Linked DNA regions of Mus musculus: region 2 is linked to region 1. Evidence: chromatin contacts called from public HiChIP or PLAC-seq data. All regions are on one chromosome and are shown on one strand. The core of a region is the stretch at or near the end of the contact, and the rest is flanking DNA. Distances in the headings are between cores, read along the strand shown.

Region 1 (6,259 bases), core at 2,494-4,993:
ATAAAAATGTTTTTTTTAATCATGTAAGTAATGGCTGTACAGAAAATGGCAGCTTCGTTTCCTTCAGAGTTATATATTATTAAGTTTAAGATTATAGCAAAGCAGGATAAATTACAGGAGACTTATATAGCAGTGATCCTGGCTTCAGGAATAAACTCTTAAAACTATATCTAAAACACATAATTATGCATTCTTAAAGAGTGTCTCTGAGCTGAAGTTACATAAATTATATAAACTTCCATGAAGTCCTATTTTGAGATTTTTTCCTTAATTCTGTGAAGTCAATTATGAGACCGACATAGCAGTATTTGCTCCTCTTTATTAATTAGCCTATAAAATGAACCTGCAATATTTAAAGCAATTCCAATGCATCAATCAAGTTACCTTCAAACTCAACTTACCCACCCTATTTTATTAATTAATCAAATGTTAAGTCTTCTACAAGACTTGTTCTCAGTGAGTGGTCCCACATAGATTCTAGCTAAGCAAACTTAAAGTAATTCCAATGCATCAATCAATTTACCTTTAAACTCAACTTACCCACCCTATTTTATTAATTAATCAAATGTTAAGTCTTTTACAAGACTTGTTCTCAGTGAGTGGTCACACATAGATTGTAGCTAAGCAAACTAGATCTTGAGATGGTCAGAATATATGAATTTACATAGAGAAGGGTAACGTGTTGGATTAGAGTTGAATCTGGTTTGAAACTACAAACACTGATTATCAACCCAGCTGCTCTGGAAAACTCTGACATTGCTTTAGTATACGCAGGTCATGACAGACTTCTGAACTCCTTGGCTTGGTGGAGTATGAGACACGGCCTTCAATGCTACAAAGCCGTGATGCTTTTGAACTACCTAATACACTTACATCATCTTTTCTATTCCAGTGGAGCTCAATAGTTTTAAGATAATGAATAAGAAAATTTTAAATAAATATGATGTGAACACAAAATATGCTTGGAAGAAAGAAAAAGACAGACTTTGAAAACCTTTAACGATTTCTTTTTAGAGTTAAATGTGATTGTCACAACTGATTGGAAATAAGCCAAACAACTTGTACTAAGCTATCAGTCAGTTTCATTGCTGGTTAAGGAAAAAAAACAGGTATAAATCATCACTACAAATAGTTACTTAGGATACATGTCAGTACTCAACAACCATGTCGGATACTACAGCAACAAGAAATATAAGAAACATACTTGTGTTCTTTTTATTCTTGGAAGATGCCCTAAAGCATTCACCATATACACACAGTTCTTTCAGCAAACACTGGGGGGCGGTGTGGCATAATTACTCTGGGGAGGGGGAGTCTAAGCAAATGTATTCTTCTAAGGATATATTTTTCCTGTCACCAAGACCTTTCCTAGGCATTGTGTTTCCAATCTCCCTTCAACTGCATAGCACTATGTTGAATTAAGCCTAATCAATACACCCCAGCCTTCCTTGGAATTGTTTTATTGTTTTATTTTTGCACCATAGTGAAAGTCAAAGACGTCTAATTACTATGCGATTAAAATAAGCTTAAAGTGGTCGTTTTTAAAAGGTAATTCACAGTGTTTCTGAAGATATATCTAAGAGCTACTGCTCTTGTTTAGCTTTGCAAAGTGCTGGTGTTTATCCTTAGAACTCAGGCAGGGTGCGAGGAGAGGGAGATACAAAATAAAAATTGATAAATGAATGTGTGAATGTGTGTTCACTATGCCATAGGCAGTTTCTGGTTATAAAGATTACAAGAATCAACTTCCAAAGCACATGCATTGGACCAATATTTCTAACCAGAGAGACATAAAGAAAGCTATGGCTATATAAGACTTTGTGGTTAAAGACAACTTAGCAAAACAGCCTTTACTTTGGCAAGACTGAGTCCTCTGTGGACTACAAACATATATGCTAAACAACCTATTTAGGGAAGACAAGAAAGGAACATTTTTGAATTTGAAGGTCTGACTAAAAAGATCTTCTCTTTGAATTTTTGAGCTGTTGGTCTCTCAAGGGAATGGTACATTTGGAATGAGACCAGACTGCAAAATCAGACTATATGTTATCTCCTTGAAGCTCTGGGAAATTAATAGCTCCTTGATCTGAACCTTTAAGCAAGTATCCCCAAAACAATATTCAGAGCATTCTTGTAATTGGTCTGGATTTGATTTTCTTTGAAATTCTGAATGATTCATGTTACATATTTTTATAGTAGTCATTCACAATTTATAAATGGCAACTTAACTTCAGTATTTATGAACTACAATCAATACTGTCGCAATCAAAATACTCACCTTCTCTATTTCAACGGATTGTTTTCCTTTGTCCCTCTTAACTCTGCTCCAGAACTGCTAGATCAGAACCAAAACTGATCGTAACTTGTGGATGTTTGTGAAAGCAGTTCAGACAAAAGCAAGCTTTGAGATTCTAAAGCTGGAGATGAGAAATTTAGAATGGGGGGGGGGAGGAGGAAGAGGAGGGAGAGGAAGAGGAGGAAGAAGAGAGAGAGACAAAGAGACAGAGAGAGAATATTTAAACAAACATCATTCAATCTGGTATAAGTTCTTGCCTAAGTTCAGCTTCTATGAATAGGAGACTTTATACATATTAGCAATGCTATTTGATTTGAAAAAAATATCAAATTGCTATTTGGAATTTTAGTAAGATGAACAGAAGTGAATTAGACACCAAAGCTAGGGACATTAAGGGACATTGGATTACCTTGAATGTGGGCTGTGATAGGAGATGGTTAAAAGGTAGAAGTCTAAACACTGTTCAACCAGATTTCAGTTTCATGGAGCTGCAAAACATGTCTTAAGAGAGGCTTGTTCCCTCCTTCGAGACACTGCCTCTCTCTCCACCGGCGTCTGCTTTTCTTCTGAAACACTTTCATAATCAAGTGACTTTCCTTGCATGGGTGCCTGGGGACAGCGGGGATTTCTCTGAGGATGAAGAAAGTTACATATTGATTACAGTTGCTTGCGGCGTGTTTGCTCCCGAGCTAGCTAGCACAGACAGATCTCTAACACTGCACTTTCCTGGCGTTCACCGAAATAAACATCCCACCGTGAGAAAACGCGTACATACACCACACACACACACACACACACACACACACACACGCTCTCTCTCTCTCTCTCTCTCTCTCTCTCTCTCTCTCTCTCTCTCTCTCTCTCTCTCGCTCTCTCTCGGGCGCGCGCACGCATGCGCGCGCACGCACCCACTCCGCACCTCCAGATGAGTGCACAAGGAGTCAGAAAATCCGCAACTCCCTTGGCCCAGTGTTTGTGTGTGTGTGTGTGTGTGTGTGTGTGTCTGTGTGTGTCTGTGTGTAAGCTGACGACGTGGGTTGGTGTGTGGACTAGAAGGCACCAGGAAGACCGCAGCTGCCTCTCTCTGCAAAGTATACGGTGATTCCCCACGCCTGGCTTTACATCCTATCCCCAGTTGAAATCAAATCACTGCCAAACTTTTCTCTTTCTAGAGGAAGACACCCTCTAAACACCAGGGCTACCACGGCTCAGCCCTGGGCGCCGCCGCCGAGACTTAGCGCGGGCTCTGCGGGCCTTGATGCTCTCCGGTCGGACTCAAGCTAGTCAATGACTCTAAAGAGCTGGGGCTGCTGGCCCCGCCCCCGCCTGCCGTTTCTCCGCCTCCCATTGGGCGTGGGCCGAGAAGGCAGGGTCTGGCTCCCCACGCCGATTGGCTGGCAGAGAATCAGTATCAATGTTTAAGCGGCGGCGTGAGGTGAATAGAGTCAGTCAGCAAGAGACGCTGGGGAGAGAATCCGGACTGCGAGCCCGGCGGCTGCCGCAGCGGAGGAGGGCGGCTCGGAGACGGTACTCCAACTGTTGAATTGAATTTTTCACCTTCCATTTCCTCCGCGTCTTGGCTGGCGGAGATGGATTTATTCGGTTTGAAACCTGCACGTCTTTCTCAGGCTTTGGGGTGATCCTGACAGGCACCGCACTAGACTGAAAGAGACCACTCGTGACAGAAAAAAAAAAAAGGAGGAATTAAAATTTAAAAAAAACCTCCACAACAGACTGCACAATTAGCTATGCACACCGATGCTGGACTTTGTGAACAGAGACCGTTGGGAGGAAAATCTTGAACTATGATCCTGGGCTAAGCTGTGAATCATTACTGGAAACGTGCCCCCACCCCTAAGACTGAGAGATTTGGGGGCATCTCACGCCTAACCAAGTGGAAAGGTTTTTTTTAAAAAACAAATAAATATTCGTAAGCAAAGCAGACGCCTTGTTTTGCAGAGCCTCGGACTCCGGCCGAAAGAGGTAGAGTAAAAGTGTTCCTGGATTCAGCTTTGCCTTCCTCCCCCCACGCTTTTTCTCGTTTTTCTTCCCCCACCCCCGACGTGATTCCGGCTTTTTTGTTGTTGTTGTTTGTTTTTTTTTTGTTTTTGTTTTTGTTTTTCCTATTGAGTGGTCAGAGAAAGCCTTAAGAAGAAGCCTCAACTAAGGACTGCGAAGGGAGGACCGTGAGGGGAGAGTGAATACGATTCGTTCCGCTGCTTCTGACTCATCCCGCAGATGAGAACACCTGCATTTCTGGATGTGTCATTCCCGTATACCGAGGCGCTGGGAGAAGCGGAAATAATGTGTAGATCAACCCGTGCCTAACCTCCCCTCGGAGGTGGAGGAGGTAGTTTCCCCGGGTGGGCGCCCTGGCAGAACCGCGGTGGCTGCAGCTCCTCACCCTCTCTGCCTTTCCCAAGTCGACCAGAGACCGTGTGTGAGCCAGACTGCAGAATGCATCACGCCAAGCCTTGATGTATTCCGTCGACTCTACTCCTCCAATTTAAAATAATAATAATAATAAGGGGGGAAAAAGCCTACACTGTTATTCTCTTCAAATATTCACCACTCTTGTTCCTCGCCAAGGTTTTCCTTTCTAGATGAAAAGGAGGCTGGGCCACTGGAAGGAGGTGCTGAATAGAAAGAAAAGAGAGCCACTTGACAGCCCAGCCCTGTGAATGCAGAGACTGTTTCCCTTCTAGCGAGAGACAGGGCAGTGTGTGTGTGTGTGTGTGTGTGTGTGTGTGTGTGTGTGTGCTAGGACTGGGAGGGTAGCTCCCTCCTCCTTTCTAGTCTGCCCTCCCCCCTCCCCCCCCCCCTCAAATCTGCACGTCTAACCATGAGTTGCCTGTTGATTTCCTTTCGCCTGGCAAGAAAAGCAAACTGGAATTAAACTGCAGGGAGAGAAGTCTTTGCTTGCTGGAAGAGGATGGGATGGTAGTGGCGGCTCCCGGATTGGCATAGAGACACACCAGAGTGTTCTACGAACAGAGGCGGAGATATATCTCTATATTTTTCTCCTCCCAATAGGCTCTCGGCGCAAATGCTGATCAGGCTGTGGCTTTCTTGATTTTGGGGGAGAACCCTCTCCGAGGAAGAGAGGGAGGAGCTTGGTAGGGGGAGGAAACTACAAATCGGGACACTTTTTTTTCCTCTGCATTTCCTCCCCTCCCTCTGGCTGCTCGGAAAGAAGAGAGAAAAAGAAGAGGGAGAGAGAAAAAAAGACTTGGCTCGGAGATGCAGTCCGCTGCCGCCGCCGCCTAAACCAGCAAGGCAAGATTAGATCTTTAAATGCAGCAATACACTGCCTGAAAGCCGAGCATCCTGCATAGCGAGCAGACATTTCTCCGTGTGCCAGGGCAGCCTCAAATATACATATGTATCTGTGACTCTTTCTTCGTCCCTATTCATTCCCATCAATCGCATCACCGAATAAGAGTAACTAAAGGATTCCACTTTCTGATCTGCCTGGAGACACACCTCCCGAAGCCCTCCCCCACCGGATTTGAAGAGTATTCTGTAGGCTGCCGGAGGGAGTGGATTTTGCAGCGCCTAGCGGGAGTGAGGAAAACCAAGCAATTCTTCAGCTCATTATCATCTCTTCCAGACTCCGATTTCCTTTTTATCGCCAGCCTCATCACGCAAGTTTGAACCTCCCGAAGTCCAGGCGGGAGAGACAAAGCCTTTAGCTTGCCTTCAGCCGCAGGGAGTCGCCGCCTGGCTCCGAGCTGCTGCAGCTTCGCTGCGCGGCTGCATCTCTCCCAGTGCGAATGCTGTAGATCAACAGGTTCGGGCAACTTGAGCGGAATAAGGAGAGACTGCCTGGTGCCGCAGCCCGGGTGCGGAGGGAAGGAAAGACTCGCAGACTTGTGGCTCGCTCCGAGCTCGTACGCTCCGCCCCGGTTCCAGACTGGCGCGCACCCACCAGCTAGCACCTCCAGTCCGGCTGCTCCTGTTCCC
Region 2 (6,868 bases), core at 3,269-5,768, 330 kb after region 1:
CACTTTCCCCAATAATTCCATTTTCAGAGTCCAATGCCCACTGGAGTTTGTGGACCTCTATTCTCAAAAAGAGTAGTTATGGTTTTAGGGAGAACTATCCTAATATTGCAAAGATTTTATTGTAAATTCAAGAATTGCAGGTGAAGAATTTAACTGAGAGATGGAGATTATGGATTACTTAAAGAAAAATACACATAAGATACAATTAGCAAAAACTCTTCTCAAGGATAAGGGAACCTCTGGTGGAATCACCATGCCTGACCTAAAGATGTACTACAGAGCAATTGTGATAAAAACTGTGTGGTACTGGTATAGCGGCACACAAGTAGACCAATGGAATAGAATTGAATACCCAGAAATGAACCCACACACCTATGGTCACTTGATCTTTGACAAGGGAGCAAAAACCATCCAGTGGAAGAAAGACAGCATTTTCAACAAATGGTGCTGGCACAACTGGCGGTTATCATGTAGAAAAATGCGAATTGATCCATTCCTATCTCCTTGTACTAAGGTTAAATCTAAGTGGATTAAGGAACTCCACATAAAACCAGAGACACTGAAATTTATAGAGGAGAAAGTAGGGAAAACCCTTGAAGATATGGGTACAGGGGAAAAATTTCTGAATAGAACAGCAATGGCTTGTGCTGTAAGATCAAGAATCAAAAAATGGAACCTCATAAAATTACAAAGCTTCTGCAAGGCAAAAGACACCGTCAATAAGACAAAAAGACCACCAACAGATTGGGAAAGGATCTTTACCTATCCTAAATCAGAAAGGGGACCAATATCCAATATATATAAAGTACTCAAGAAGGTGGACTCCAGAAAATCAAATAACCCCATTAAAAATTGGGGCTCAGAGCTAAACAAAGAATTCTCACCCGAGGAATACTGAATGGCTGAGAAGCACCTGAAAAAATGTTCAATCATCAGGGAAATGCAAATCAAAACAACCCTGAAATTCTACCTCACACTAGTCAGAATGGCTAAGATCAAAAATTCAGGTGACAGCAGATGCTGGCTAGGATGTGGAGAAAGGGGAACGCTCTTCCATTGTTGGTGGGATTGCAAACTTGTACAACCATTCTGGAAATCAGTCTGGCGGTTCCTCAAAAAATTGGACATAGTACTACTGGAGGTTCTCGCAATACCTCTCCTGGGCATATATCCAGAAGATGTTACAACCGGTAAGAAGGACACATGCTCCACTATGTTCATAGCAGCCTTACTTATAATAGCCAGAAACTGGAAAGAACCCAGATGCCCCTCAACAGAGGAATGGATACAGAAAACGTGGTACATTTACACAATGGAATACTACTCAGCTATTAAAAAGAATGAATTTATGAAATTCCTTGGCAAATGGATGGACCTGGAGGGTATCATCCTGAGTGAGGTAACCCAATCACAAAAGAACTCACAGAATATATACTCACTGATAAGTCCAGAAACTTAGAATACCCAAGATATAAGATACAATTTGCTAAACACATGAAACTCAAGAAGAACGAAGACCAAAGTTTGAACACTTTGCCCCTTCTTATAATTGGGAACAAAACACCCATGGAAGTAGTTACAGAGACACAGATTGGAGCTGAGACGAAATGATGGACCATCTAGAGACTGCCATATCCGGGGATCAATTCCATTATCAGCCTCCAAATGCTGACACCATTGCATACACTAGCAAGATTTTGCTGAAGGACCCAGATATAGCTGTCTCTTGTAAGACCATGCCAGGGCCTAGCAAACACAAAAATAGATGTTCACAGTCAGCTATTTGATGGATCACGTGGCCCCCAATGGAGGAGCTAGAGAAACTAACCAAGGAGCTAAAGGGATCTGCAACCCTATAGGTGAAACAACAGTATGAACTAACCAGTACCCCCAGAAGCTCGTGTCTCTAGCTGCATATATATCAGAAGATGTCCTAGTCGGCCATCAGTGGAAAGAGAGGCCCACTGGTCGTCCAAACATTATATGCCTCAGTATGGGGGAACTCCAGGGCCAAGAAGTGGGAGTGGGTAGGTGGGGGAGTGGGTGAGGGAGCGTGTGGGGGACTTTTGGGATAGCATTGCAAATGTAGATGGAATAAATACCTAATAAAAAATAAAATTAAGGGTGAAAGCTGAAAAAGAACAAAAATACACATATTTGTTCTTTTTTTATTGGATATTTTCTTCATTTACACTTCAAATGCTATCTCAAAAGTCCCCTATACCCTCCCCACGCCCTACTCCCCAACCCACCCTCTCCTGCTTCCTGGCACTGGTATTCCCCTGTACTGATGCATATAATTTTTGCAAGACCAAGGGCCTCTCCTTCCAATGATGGCCAAATAGGCCATTCTCTGCTACATATGCAACTAGAGACACAAGCTCTTGGGGGTACTGGTTAGTTCATATTGGTTTTCCTCCTATAGGGTTGCAGACCCCTTCAGCTCCTTGGGTGCTTTCTCTAGTTCCTCCATTGGGGGCCGTGTGTTCCATCCCATAGCTGACTATCAGCGTCCACTTTTGTATTTGCCAGGCACTGGCAGCCTCACGAGACAGCTATATCAGGGTCTTGTAAGCAAATTCTTGCTGGCATATGCAATAGTGTTTGCGTTTGGTGGCTGATTATGTGATGGATTCCCAGGTGGAGCTGTCTCTGGATGGTCCTTCCTTCTGTCTCAGATCCCAACTTTGTCTCTGTAACCCCTTCCATGGATATTTTTTTCCCCGTTCTAAGAAGGAAAGAAGTATCCACACTTTGGTCTTCCTTCTTCTTGAGTTTCATGTGTTTTGCAAATTGTATCTTGGGTATTCTACAGATGTACCTCAATAGAGGAATGGGTACAGAAAATGTGGTACATTTACACAATGGCGTACTACTCAGCTATTAAAAACGAGAAATTTATGGAATTCTTAGGCAAAGGATGTATCTGGAGAATATCATCTTGAGTGAGTTAATCCTATCAAAAAGAACACACATGATATGTACTCACTGATAAGTGAATAAAAATACACATTTTAAAGGGGGAAACAGGAGTGCTCAGCTGTTGCTGCTTCCATATGCCAAAGGAAAGCAACCCTACTTGAAAGAATAGGAGATTTTGGAAGTACTGTAAGACAGGACTTTTGATAAACTGTTATCAATGAACAGAGACCTAAATAAGAATTAAAATTCAATGGTACTTAAATTGAAGATTTATTGAACACAGGAGATGATATAATTATAATCTCATGACAATCTTGGAATTCACCTTGGTCACTTAAGAAGGTATCTATACAGTTTGCTGGGATTTGAACATTATAACGAATATAACAAACTGTAAGACAAATTGAAGGTGTGGGCCTTTAAGACCGAATAGGATGCTTAAAATCTAAGGTGGCAGATGTAGCCATAAACCTAAGGGAAGGATATCTACTACAACAATGGGAATCTCAGAGTAATATTCCTCCAATTTCAGGCAGTAGTGATCTATTTTAACTGACACTGAATATTGCCATCTTATGTAATATGCCTTGTTTCTGTATTTATTTATTTATTTATTTATTTACTTACTTAATTATTTGTATTTAAGTTTTTAATTCTTTAGTCCAGACTTTATCCCCTACTGGCCTACCCTCTGACTGTTCCAAATCCCACACCTTCCCCCCTCCCCCAACCACATCTCCAAGAGGATATCTCCACCTCACCCACCTCAGCCGACCACCCCACTCCCTGCAGCCCCAAGTCTCTTGAGGTTTAGGTATATCTTCTCTGATTGAGTCCAGACTTGGCAGTCCTCTGCTGTATTAGGGACCACATATCAGCTGGTGTATGTGGCCTGGTTGGTGGCTCAGTGTCTGAGAGAACCCGGGAACCATGTTAGTGGAGACTGCTAATCTTCCTATGGGGTTGCCCTCCTCCTTACCTTCTTCCAGATTTTCCCTAATTCAACCACAGGGTTCAACACAGGGGTCCATTGGTTGGGTGTAAATATCTACATCTGATTCTTTCAGCTGCTTGTTGGGTCTTTTTGAGGTCTGTCATAATAGGCCCCTATTTGTAAGCACACCATAGTATCAGTAATAGTGTCAGGCCTTGGACCCTCCTCCTGAGCTGGATCTCAATTTGGGCTTATAACTGGACTTCCTTTTCCTCAGGTTCTTCTCCATTGCTGTTCCTGCAGTTCTTTCAGACAGCAACAATTCTGGGTTAGAGATTTTTACTGTGGGATGGTAACCTCATCCATTTGATACCCTGTCTTTTTACTGGAGGTGGACTCTACAAGTTCCCTCTTCTCACTGTAGGGCATTTCATCTAATGTCCCTCCCTTTGAATCCAGAGTCTCTCAACTCCAGGTCTCTGGTACATTTTAGAGGGCCCCCCTTACTTACTTCTTATCTCCTGAGGTTGCCTGTTTTGATTTTTGTGCTGGCCCTCAGGGCTTCAGTCCTGTCCCCCCTCCTCCTCCCCTGCTATACCTAATCATGTTCCCCTCTTCCACTCCCTGTTTCCTTTCCCACCCAGGTCCCTCCCTCCCTCCCCACTCCTTTGAGTTCTTTCTTCTGTATTTAAATAGGAAACATGTGTGCCTAAGTGTTTAGTCTCTGTGTGGATTCATAAAACTCTGGTTTTACCTCCATGAACCTAGAGGAGAAATGAGATAACTGAAAGACCCTAGATTGAAAAAACAAACAAACAAACAAACAAAAACAAAACAAAAAAACAACAACAACAACAACCCAAAACAAAAAATCCCCTGCTTAATTAGATTAATCTGTATATTTAAAGATTTTTTAACATGAGACTGGAAGTGCTAGAGAAGCAGTAATGTCTATATTTCCACAAATGATGAAAGACTATGGGTTCGGTTAAAATTGATAAAGACCTGATCTTTGTAAGAGAAGCTCCTACATGAAAGACATGACTCAAGGAAAGAAGAGATGAAGAAAGATGCAAAAAGATGAAACCTCCTCACTCCCCCCAAAGCTTAAGAACAGCTGAACAAACTGGCTGAAGAAGTACAGATCATTCATTAGACTGGCAGATTGAAAGTCTTGATGCTGAAATGAATATATGCTGAAGGACAGATGATCAGGACTATAATTATGAAATAAGGATCATCTTATCAAGGGATCATCATAAAGAAATTCAGAGTGTTAAGTTTAAGGATATTCAAACTGTTAAGTTTATAGGATTGATTTTTTTTTTCTGTAAATGTTAACCTGGGTACATCTTTCAGCTTAAACAGAAACAAGGAAAATGTATAAGACCAGTGAATCCAAAACCATGGCTGCTCTGTCAAGGGGTCACATCCAAAGCCCTAGGACTGGCATGCCACTTATCTTTAATGCTTCTAGCTGGAATGCACACACAAACTTAGTATACACTATTAAGGTAAATTTAGTTTGTAGAAGGTAGCAGCTGTTTGAAAGTGACATCGAATGTCAAAGTGGCAAACAAAGAGATGATTCAAAGAAAGATTTGATAGAACAAGCTAGAGATAGGATATACCTAGCTCAGGAGAACAGATATTTAAGAGCATCTCAGAGAGAATGAAGGCAGTTCAGTCATTTTGATCATTCAGTTGAGAGTCAGTATATCAAGTGAAGTACAGAGAAAATGATTTTATTTGCGAGTGGATACAGTTTAGTGAAGGTCAGCACAGGCAGTTGAAGCCAGAGAATAAGAAAGAAGATTAAAACAAATTGCTGGAGTTAGTTTGAGGCCATGAAGAGCAATTCAGTAAGAAGCTGAATGAAGCAAGAGTGAATCAGTCAGCTGGTATAAGAATTTGAGCCAGAACAGCTGGGTTGAACCAGCCAGTCAAAGTTCAGAAAGAATGAGAAAGGGTGAGTTTATCTAGCAGTAAACCTCTGCAGCAACAATTATATCATGTGAATAAAAGTTATTTTTACATGTACATTTTCAGGGATGATAATTTAGTATTGGATAACCAATTAGCATGCTCCCCCTGGGAAAGACTATTTTTGTTTCCACTATCAGTATTTCTTTTTTTTTTCAAACATAATATTTTTATTGTTTATTTGGGGATTTCACATAATGCATCCTGATCACATTCATTTCCCAGTCCTCCCAGGTACCCCACCCCTTGTGACCTCTTCATTCAAAAAAACAGGTCTAATTTGTGTTGCCTTTATATTCATTGGACTATGGTTAAATTCCCAGTGGCCAAGCCCCTTAGAAGAAAAAGCAGTTCTTCCCCACCCTGATCCACACCAGAAGTCATCAGTTGTATGCTTCATCTTTATCACAGGTTTTCAGGGTTCTCTTAAATGGCTTCCTGTCTAGGCTGTTGCCTTGTAAGGTGGAGTAAGGGTTGTCACAGAAGCCTTCTTCGTCTTTTTTCCTTAACTGTTGAGACTGCAGTGATCGATACCACTACAAAAGAAGCTTCCTTGCCCTTTATACTCAGTGGGAACACAGATCATGGACTTCTACATGGTTTCTGGCGATGTCAGCACATGCCACAGAGCTCAACATGGTCTCCAGTGACATTATAGACCACAAACATCAACACAGTCCTCTGCTAGAGCACAGACCATGAATATCACCATAGCTTTCAGTAGCAGCATGAGCCATGAATAGCAACATGGCCTCTGACAGCAACATGGACCATGAGTACCAACATGACCCCCTACAGCAGCATGACCCACAGACATCTACACTGATTCAAGTAGTAGCACAGGCCAAACAGCTCCTGGCTGCCCCTTTAATTTTTGCAAAACCTATTTTTTTTCAAGACATGATTTCTCTGTAGCCCTGACTGTCCTGGAACTCACTCTGAAGACCAGGCTGGCCTCGAACTCAGAAATCTGCCTGCCTCTGCCTCCAGAGTGCTGGGATTAAAGGCGTGAGCCACCACACCCAGCAC

What was found. HiChIP or PLAC-seq counts read pairs in DNA pulled down with a chosen protein or histone mark.
Region 2: a contact with region 1 is called in an H3K4me3 HiChIP or PLAC-seq map of craniofacial prominence, with 5 times the contacts expected there. The contact joins the enhancer-like site here to the promoter of Pcdh17 in region 1. A contact is called at or near these places in 2 of 39 promoter capture datasets (the C10 cell line and stem cell-derived epiblast-like cells), 3 of 115 datasets of contacts at active chromatin or transcription factors (craniofacial prominence, embryonic hindbrain and neural progenitor cells) and 1 of 9 other capture datasets (adipose tissue).

Annotation. Positions count from the first base shown.
Region 1 is chr14:84,439,820-84,446,078 of GRCm38.p6, forward strand. It overlaps Pcdh17 (protocadherin 17), which reads left to right and starts at 3,744. Exons shown (of 4, transcript NM_001013753.2): 1 at 3,744-6,259. Gm32498 (predicted gene, 32498) reads right to left here and starts at 3,585. Exons shown (of 4, transcript NR_168882.1): 1 at 2,706-3,585; 2 at 2,279-2,417.
Region 2 is chr14:84,771,668-84,778,535 of GRCm38.p6, forward strand. No RefSeq gene overlaps it. Among named protein-coding and RNA genes, the nearest start is that of 9630013A20Rik, 300 kb to the left of the region's middle. Within about 2 kb of position 4,519, at least 1 of the 459 cell types and tissues checked has an H3K27ac peak or open chromatin away from gene starts, as enhancers often do. A contact at or near this core is called in craniofacial prominence, where this site is marked.